Linked DNA regions of Ovis aries: region 1 is linked to region 2. The links are chromatin contacts, called in public Hi-C maps. All regions are on one chromosome and are shown on one strand. The core of a region is the stretch at or near the end of the contact, and the rest is flanking DNA. Distances in the headings are between cores, read along the strand shown. Region 1 overlaps LOC132660037 (a long non-coding RNA gene). Region 2 has its middle 42 kb from the start of PTGDR.

The links. Hi-C and Micro-C count contacts between places; a contact is called where the count stands out from the background.
Region 1: a Hi-C map of liver shows a contact between it and region 2, with 4 times the contacts expected there. The contact joins two enhancer-like sites. A contact is called at or near these places in 8 of 16 Hi-C or Micro-C datasets (blood, liver, mixed tissues and 2 more).

Annotation. Positions count from the first base shown.
Region 1 is chr7:43,520,312-43,523,696 of ARS-UI_Ramb_v3.0, reverse strand. It overlaps LOC132660037 (a long non-coding RNA gene), which reads left to right. Exons shown (of 7, transcript XR_009601198.1): 6 at 1-2,017. Among named protein-coding and RNA genes, the nearest start is that of PLEKHO2, 14 kb to the right of the region's middle. Within about 2 kb of position 1,451, at least 34 of the 54 cell types and tissues checked have an H3K27ac peak or open chromatin away from gene starts, as enhancers often do. A contact at or near this core is called in liver and tail adipose tissue, where this site is marked.
Region 2 is chr7:43,452,376-43,455,989 of ARS-UI_Ramb_v3.0, reverse strand. No RefSeq gene overlaps it. Among named protein-coding and RNA genes, the nearest start is that of PTGDR, 42 kb to the right of the region's middle. Within about 2 kb of position 1,744, at least 33 of the 54 cell types and tissues checked have an H3K27ac peak or open chromatin away from gene starts, as enhancers often do. A contact at or near this core is called in liver and tail adipose tissue, where this site is marked.

The DNA of each region.
Region 1 (3,385 bases), core at 202-2,701, 68 kb before region 2:
CGCGCGCCGCAACTCCTCGGGCTGCACCGGGCTGATGCTGATGAAGTCGCGGGGCCGCGGGCCAAGCAGCTGCGTGCGGGCGGAGCCCGGCCCGGGACCCGGGGCTACAGCCAGCTTGAGGCGCAGCGTATGCAGGAAGCGGCGCAGGCGGTCCGGGGGGCAATCGGAGAGCAGCAGCTGGACGGCGCTGGCCCGGGGAGTGCTGTCGGCGGGGAACCGCAGAGTGCTGCGCCCGGCTGCAGCGAAGCGGGTGAAGAGGCGCGCGGCGCGCACGGGGAAGCAGCGCGGCCGCCCAGCGGGCCCGGGCGCCTGCAACCTCAGCATCAACTCGCCGCGCTCGTTACGACCCAGGTTCAGCTCCGCCGTGCGTAGGGACTGGCGCCTTCGCGGCTGCCCACCGGGGCTCAGCTCCTCCACAGCCACACGGCACCGCAGTTCTCCGTCCTCGCATTCTGCGGCCGCTGCCTGGGCGCCCGAAAGCATCGCCGCCGCCTCTGCAGGTCTGCAAAAAGACAGGAGCACAGGCGTTACAGGGACTCAGGGGACATCATAGGTGGTACAGAAGTCTGGATAGGGAGCCCAGTCAAAGCCACAAAGGGTCCCAGGGCTGTCACTGGTAACACAAAGAGGTCACGGAGACTGTAAAAGCACCCTGGGGCAAACAGGAAATTCTCCTAGACATTTCTCTCCCACACAATAATTTCCAGAGCTGCGGATGGGCAACGTCAAGCGCACTAAGGATTGGGAACCTCTGCTGTCCGACAAGAGCCACAGAAGAAGGGAGCCCCTGAACAGAATAGAAGCTTGCTTTTAAGAGACCCAGGGCGGGCACGGGAATCTTCTGTCCTCTCCGCAAGGAAGCAGGAGACTCACTTGTGGAGGTAAACAGGACTGACATGTTATCAGCGCCTTCCCTCTCCCAGCTACCTTCACTGGTTTATATGCAGCCAAGCTAGTGTCACTCTTTCCCATGTACAGAAGTGGAAAACAGACTAAAAGAGACCACAACGGCTGGTAGGAGTCAGGGATCGTGTGATTCGGAAGCTCTGGTGCTTCCCATCTCTAAGGTGGGGTGGAAGTAGAAATTATTTGGCTACGGAAATAGCGGAGGGACCCTGGCTTCCGGGAACCAGTCAACGCGCCGTCTGATTCATTCGTATGCACCCTCCCGGCAGGGACCCCTTGAAGAAGAACATTCTGCCTCCCACGTCTGGGATCAGGTGGACACTCACTTGTCCCAGCACTCGGACGAACCAGTTAAGAAAAGTCGGCCTGCAGGCATAAGCAGCACACTGGAAACTTTCAAATTCTGGGAGTAGAGAATCATCCTATCACCTGCAGGATCTTTAAATTTTCTAGCCAATCAGAGAAAGCGGGCGTGACAAGGGGCGTGTCTTTCTGTGCGTTCCTACCCTCAGAACTTGGGCTGTACCAATAGCACGCCAGAGGAAGGAGGCTTATTGTGGTGGCGGAGCATACCAAGTCGCGCGGACGAGTGGATGTGGTGGGAGGGGACGGAGACTGCAGCTGGGCCGCGCGTGGATTAGTGTCACCAATTTCTTCTCTGAAGATTTATTTTCAAGACCTTGCCTCCAACACAGACTTCCTCCCCTCTAGCCCTCACACAGCGGCTGAACTTGGCCTTGGGGAAGAGCTGCCTCTGATCCCTCCCATCTATGTTTACACTGACGGGACCTTTGTCCGTTTCTGGGTAGACCGCCCTCCAGCCCTCGCCCCCTGACCGAGCCTGCTGCTCCCGGTGCCCCCCACCCCCAGTTCCTTCAACGCTTATCGGTCTTTGTGTCATTTTACTCATTTGTCTTTTCCATCCGTCTGAGACACATCAGTGAAGAACTGAGACCTGTGACCAAGTGCTCAGAGTACAAGGGAAGAGAGCGAGCCTCTGTCTTCAGGGAATGCGTATCCCTCTCATTGCACTGAATGCATAGGGAATTTGTTTTTAATTTTCTTTTCCCTCATTAAACCTTGGAATGACTAGCTAGAAGGCATCTTACAGGTGAGTCAGCTCGCTCATTTATCGAATTGCCCACATTTTTCAAATAAGGAAACCAAGGCTCCAGGAAGTTTTACCAGATGTCACATAGCTTTTAGATAGCAAAACAAACCCTGGAAGCCAAGTCTAAGCCTGTTAGTTTAACTACTACACCAGGCTGCTCCCAGAGAGAGAGAAAGAGAGACAGAGGCTGGTCTAACCTGGTGAAGGAAGTCCAGGCCTGAACTGGAATCTCAGCTCCTGAAAGGCACTTTGTTACACCAGACCTGCAGTTTTGATGTTTCCTTAATGTCTCTAAGCAAGTTTCCTTAATGTCGCAAGCCTTTGTTTCCTTATATTTAAAACTGGATGCTTGGGGCTGGTGCACTGGTATGACCCAGAGAGATGATATGGGGAGGGTGATGGGAGGGGGATTCAGGATTGGGAACTCATGTATACCCCAATCTGAATTGAATCATGAATTGACAGATTCATGTCAATGTATGGCAAAACCAATACAGTATTGTAAAGTAAAAAAAAAAATTAATAAATAAATAAAAAATAAAGAGAAAAAAATGGAGAAAGATGAAAATGCATAGCTATGACTATACTAAAAACCATCAAATTATTTGCTTTAAATCGTATGGTATGTGAATTGTGTCTCAATAAGTCTGTTAGGAAAAAATAAAAATGAAAAATATTTTTCCTCTTAAATGTTGTTTTGACATATGACTACTAAGGTAAGGTGAAGTCGCTCAGTCGTGTCCGACTCTTTGCGACCCCATGGACTGTAGCCTACCAGGCTCCCCCATCCATGGGATTCTCCAGGCAAGAATACTGGCGTGGGTTGCCATTTCCTTCTCCAGGGGATCTTCCTGACCCAGGGATCAAACCCAGGTCTCCCGCATTGGAGGCAGACGCTTTAACCTCTGAGCCACCAGGGAAGAGAGCGAGCCTTCTTCTAGTGGCACAGAAAAAAATTTAATATCATTGTTGTAAGCAGAATAATGATACCCCCCCAAATATGTCTACATCCTAATCCCCAGATTCCTTTTGTATGTTACTTAACATAGCAAAAGGGACTTTGCAGATGTGGTAAATTAAGGATCTTGACATGGGGAGACAACCCTGGGTTGCCTGGGTAGGCTCAATTAGTATTCTTATAAGGGAGGATAGAGAGTCAGAGGAGATGTGATGAATAAGTGGACATGTGTGTGTTTGTGTGTGTGTGAAAGAAAGAGAGAAAGGCTGATTTGAAGATGTTACTGCTAGCCTAGAAAATGGAAGAAAGAGCCATGAACCAAGCCATATGGGATACAGGTTTCTTGAAGCTGGAAAAGGCTAGAGGAAGTGGGTTCCCCTCTAGATTCGCCAGAAGGAACACAGCTCTTG
Region 2 (3,614 bases), core at 495-2,994:
TAGATTTTGGAGCCATAGACCCTGGCTCTGCCATTTATGATCTGCGTGACTTTAGGAAAATTGTTTAATCTCTCTATACCATAATGACCTCACGTGTAAAACGGGAATGATAATCAGAGTCCCTACTTCAGACACCTGTGGTGAGAAATAAATGAGTTAAAATGACAAGCCTGGTATGTACCTGTGATAGATGTACTTTGGAGATGAAAGAGCTTGGAATTTCAGTTGGGTTGGGCCAGATGGTTAATATCTTAAAGGGACTGCATAGCAAAGGATCTGCTGGATTGCCAGCCTAGGACAGGAAAAGAAGAGTCAACAAAGGTTTGAAGGCAGTGGGTGGGAGAATGTTTGTAAAAAAGAAAGATGGACTCATCCTCTACTTCCTATTCTGCGTCTTGCTATCTTTCAGAGATTCTTCCTACCTCAGCACTTACAGACACACTCAGTTCTTTTTAACAGTTGCTCAGCATTGCATTGAATGATTGCACCTCAATTTATCTCACCATCCTCTACTGATAGACTCTTGGATTGGTTCCAGTTCTTTGCTATCATTACAGACAACACTACAGCAGACACTCTTGCACATTTATCTCTGCCCGCTCACTTATATTACTTCTATGGTATAGATTCTTAGAGGAGTTGTCGAGCATAAAGTATATGTATCTTTTAAAAAATTCTGATAACTCTTGTCAAATTGCCTCAATATCTGGTCCCATTTTCCCCTCCACTGCTTTTGTTTCCATACCTTCCATACTATTTGCACATTTTTTGAGCATTGTTTTGCCAAGTATTATTAGGCCTCGTTTTCAAATGAATACACCAGGGCTGAATTAGCCACCATGCATGTCTTCAAGGGTTCGCTGTCTGGCAGGATTGGAGTGGGGATAGCAGCGTGGTGCAGAATGATAGCTGCGGACAGTTATTTCCATCAAAGCCAGAGCTGGCACCAAAGACTGGACCATAGGCTCTGGGAACCTGCAAGAAAGAGCAGCATTTTGGGTCTGGGGCCACACTGACTGGGCTGGCAGAGCCCTGGGCTGTGGGCACTATCCCTGGACTCAGTCCAGGCCTGGGTGGCCTCCTTACAGAGCCCTGGGACCCAGACCTCACTGTGCAGGTGGACTGGGCTTTTACAGCAGGCTGGCCCTGGCTCCTGCTCTGGGGCTCACACCCGAAGCTGTCCCATTTCCCCACCCAGGAATGCCAGGTTATCACACCCCTTCTCCACATCCCTTGTCCCGCTCTTTGCGACCACATGGACTGTAGCCCACCAGGCTCCTCTGTCCATGGAATTTTCCAGGCAAGAGTCCTGGAGTGGGTTGCCATTTCCCACAGTAATTTCCAAATGTTCTGTATGAATAAAGTCTTTCTACCTTTTCCTTCAAGATTAGAAAGGCTCAAGGTTCTCTGGGAGGTCCCTGGTGAAGCGGGAAATAAGGGGAGTGGGAATTAAACTGGAAGTTAACGCCACATTACTAACATCCCTGCCACAACTCGCCCTCACCCAAGTTCTTAGCCTGGCATTCGAGGACTTTCACTGGCAATTTTGGGGAAAGCCTCAGAGAAGAGAGCAGCAGGAAATCCAGAGTGGAAGACACAGCAGGGAGAGCCTCCTCCTTCACCGGAGGACACAGTCAACCACAGCTCAGACTACAGCCTGTGTCCACCACCCTATCTGGTGATGGCAACAGATTCCTTACACTCTCAGCTCTTTGCCGGCTCTGGCTCCCCTGCTTGTCGACAATGGGAACTGCAGTCGAGCAGAACCGGCTCCTCCCACTCCCGGAGGAGTTCCGGGGGGAGGTGCAGCTTGGGGAAGCAGGGCGCCCGCGCGCCCCATAGCTCTTGTCCGTTTCCTCCCCACCGGGGTGCTTGCTTGCGCTGTTTCCTCAGGTTTTCCCCCAGATCGCTTTTCTCCTGACGACAGAGCTGCCCCCTAGAGTTGGATTACCCCCGCGGACCCACCTGAAGGACGTCCTCTGTCCTTATCAGCAATCGTGGTCGCTGCCCCGCCCGGGACCAGCGCTGGGTGAGGCGCCTTAGCTGGATTCCACTCTGAACTCATACTTGTTTGCAGTGCGTCTCTGGGCGAATCATTAACCTTTCTTGAACTTCACTGTCTCCTCTGTAAAATGGAGCTTAGATTTACTATTTACTAGCGCCTGTTGGGCTGCCGTATATGGGGGTCGCACACAGTCGGACACGACTGAAGCGACTTAGCAGCAGCAGCAGCAGCATTTGCATTCCTAGGGATGACAAGATGGGATGGTCCAGATGGCAGGTGGAGAGCAAGATAATAATCACCACCATAATGGGTCACTCCCTGGGTGCGGGGGACTGCTCTAGGCATTTTGAAATGGCCCTATAAAAAGGTATTATTCACAGATGAGGTATCATCCACTAGTTAAGAAACAGATTTAGTGATTATCCCAGAGTCAGACAGCTAGAGGCAAAGCTGGGACTGGACAAGGGTGGCCATGGGTACACAAGTGCTGGGAAGAGTGGGTGCGGGTCCAAGGTTTATGAGTTTAGCAGGGTGTTGAGGCCTGAAAAATATCCAGCTGCTCCTCCCTTTGGGTCATTATTCAATGTTTTCGGATAATGGATTATTCATGCCTTCTTAATGCTTTTGTGGGCAGAGACCTCAAAGACCATCCGTGCTGCTTTCCTTATGGAGAGCCAGGGAGAGACTTGTCCAGGGTCACGCTGGCTGGGCAGCTCCTTCCCTGTGCGCCTGCTCCTCCACCCACCCTTCTTCGTGGGAGCAGTTATAGTGGGGAATGCTCCTTCCCACCCACAAACTGCCCACTCAGTACAGGTCCCTCTGTGGGACCTCCCGCTGGCCACTCCTCACCCCACTTGGCCAGGGCCTTTTGCTACTCCCCTCCTCTCCCTCCTTCAGATACTCTCGGTCCCTCCGCCCTCACAGGGGTAATGCCCTGACCAGTGCCTCCCCCGGCTCCCAAGTGCTGGCATAAAATCAGCCAATATTTTACCACTCTGTGCTTGTCATGTGCATCTTTGTTTTGTTTTGTTAGAAAGGGGTTAAGCAACAGCAGTAGAAGGTTGTTGTGTCGGTCAGGATCCATTTGGGAAACAGAATCTCTTTGCGGTTGCATGATAGAGGCTTTATGATAGTAATTTGCCTTGCACAGTTGTGGAAGGAGCTGGGGAAGACAGTGACCAGAAGGGGAGTTACAGCATCAGCGGAGTCAGTAATCATTCTGAGAAGCCAAGTTGGTCCAGCTGTGAAGGGGAACCACAGGGGAAGCTCCAGGAGGTCTGTGGGAAGCTGTTTCCTCTGTGTAGAGGATGCCTCTGGGTCTGCACTGAGCATCTGTGGTGGCAGGAGGCCACTACTGGTCAGTTGGATCATCAGTGGGGAATAAAAGTTGGATATGGAGTGGAGGAGAGAACAGGAGGATGCTGCAGGTCTTAGATAACTGACTATAACAACCTTCAGAGACTTGACTTTGAAACCTGTAAACATTTTATATAGTTCTAAAACAAAAGTATGTTAAACGTATCTAAACAGTTCACTGCTGTACGTGATATATGAAAGAGTAAATCCTAAGAGTTCTCATCACATGGGAAAATTTTTTTTTTCCCTCTTC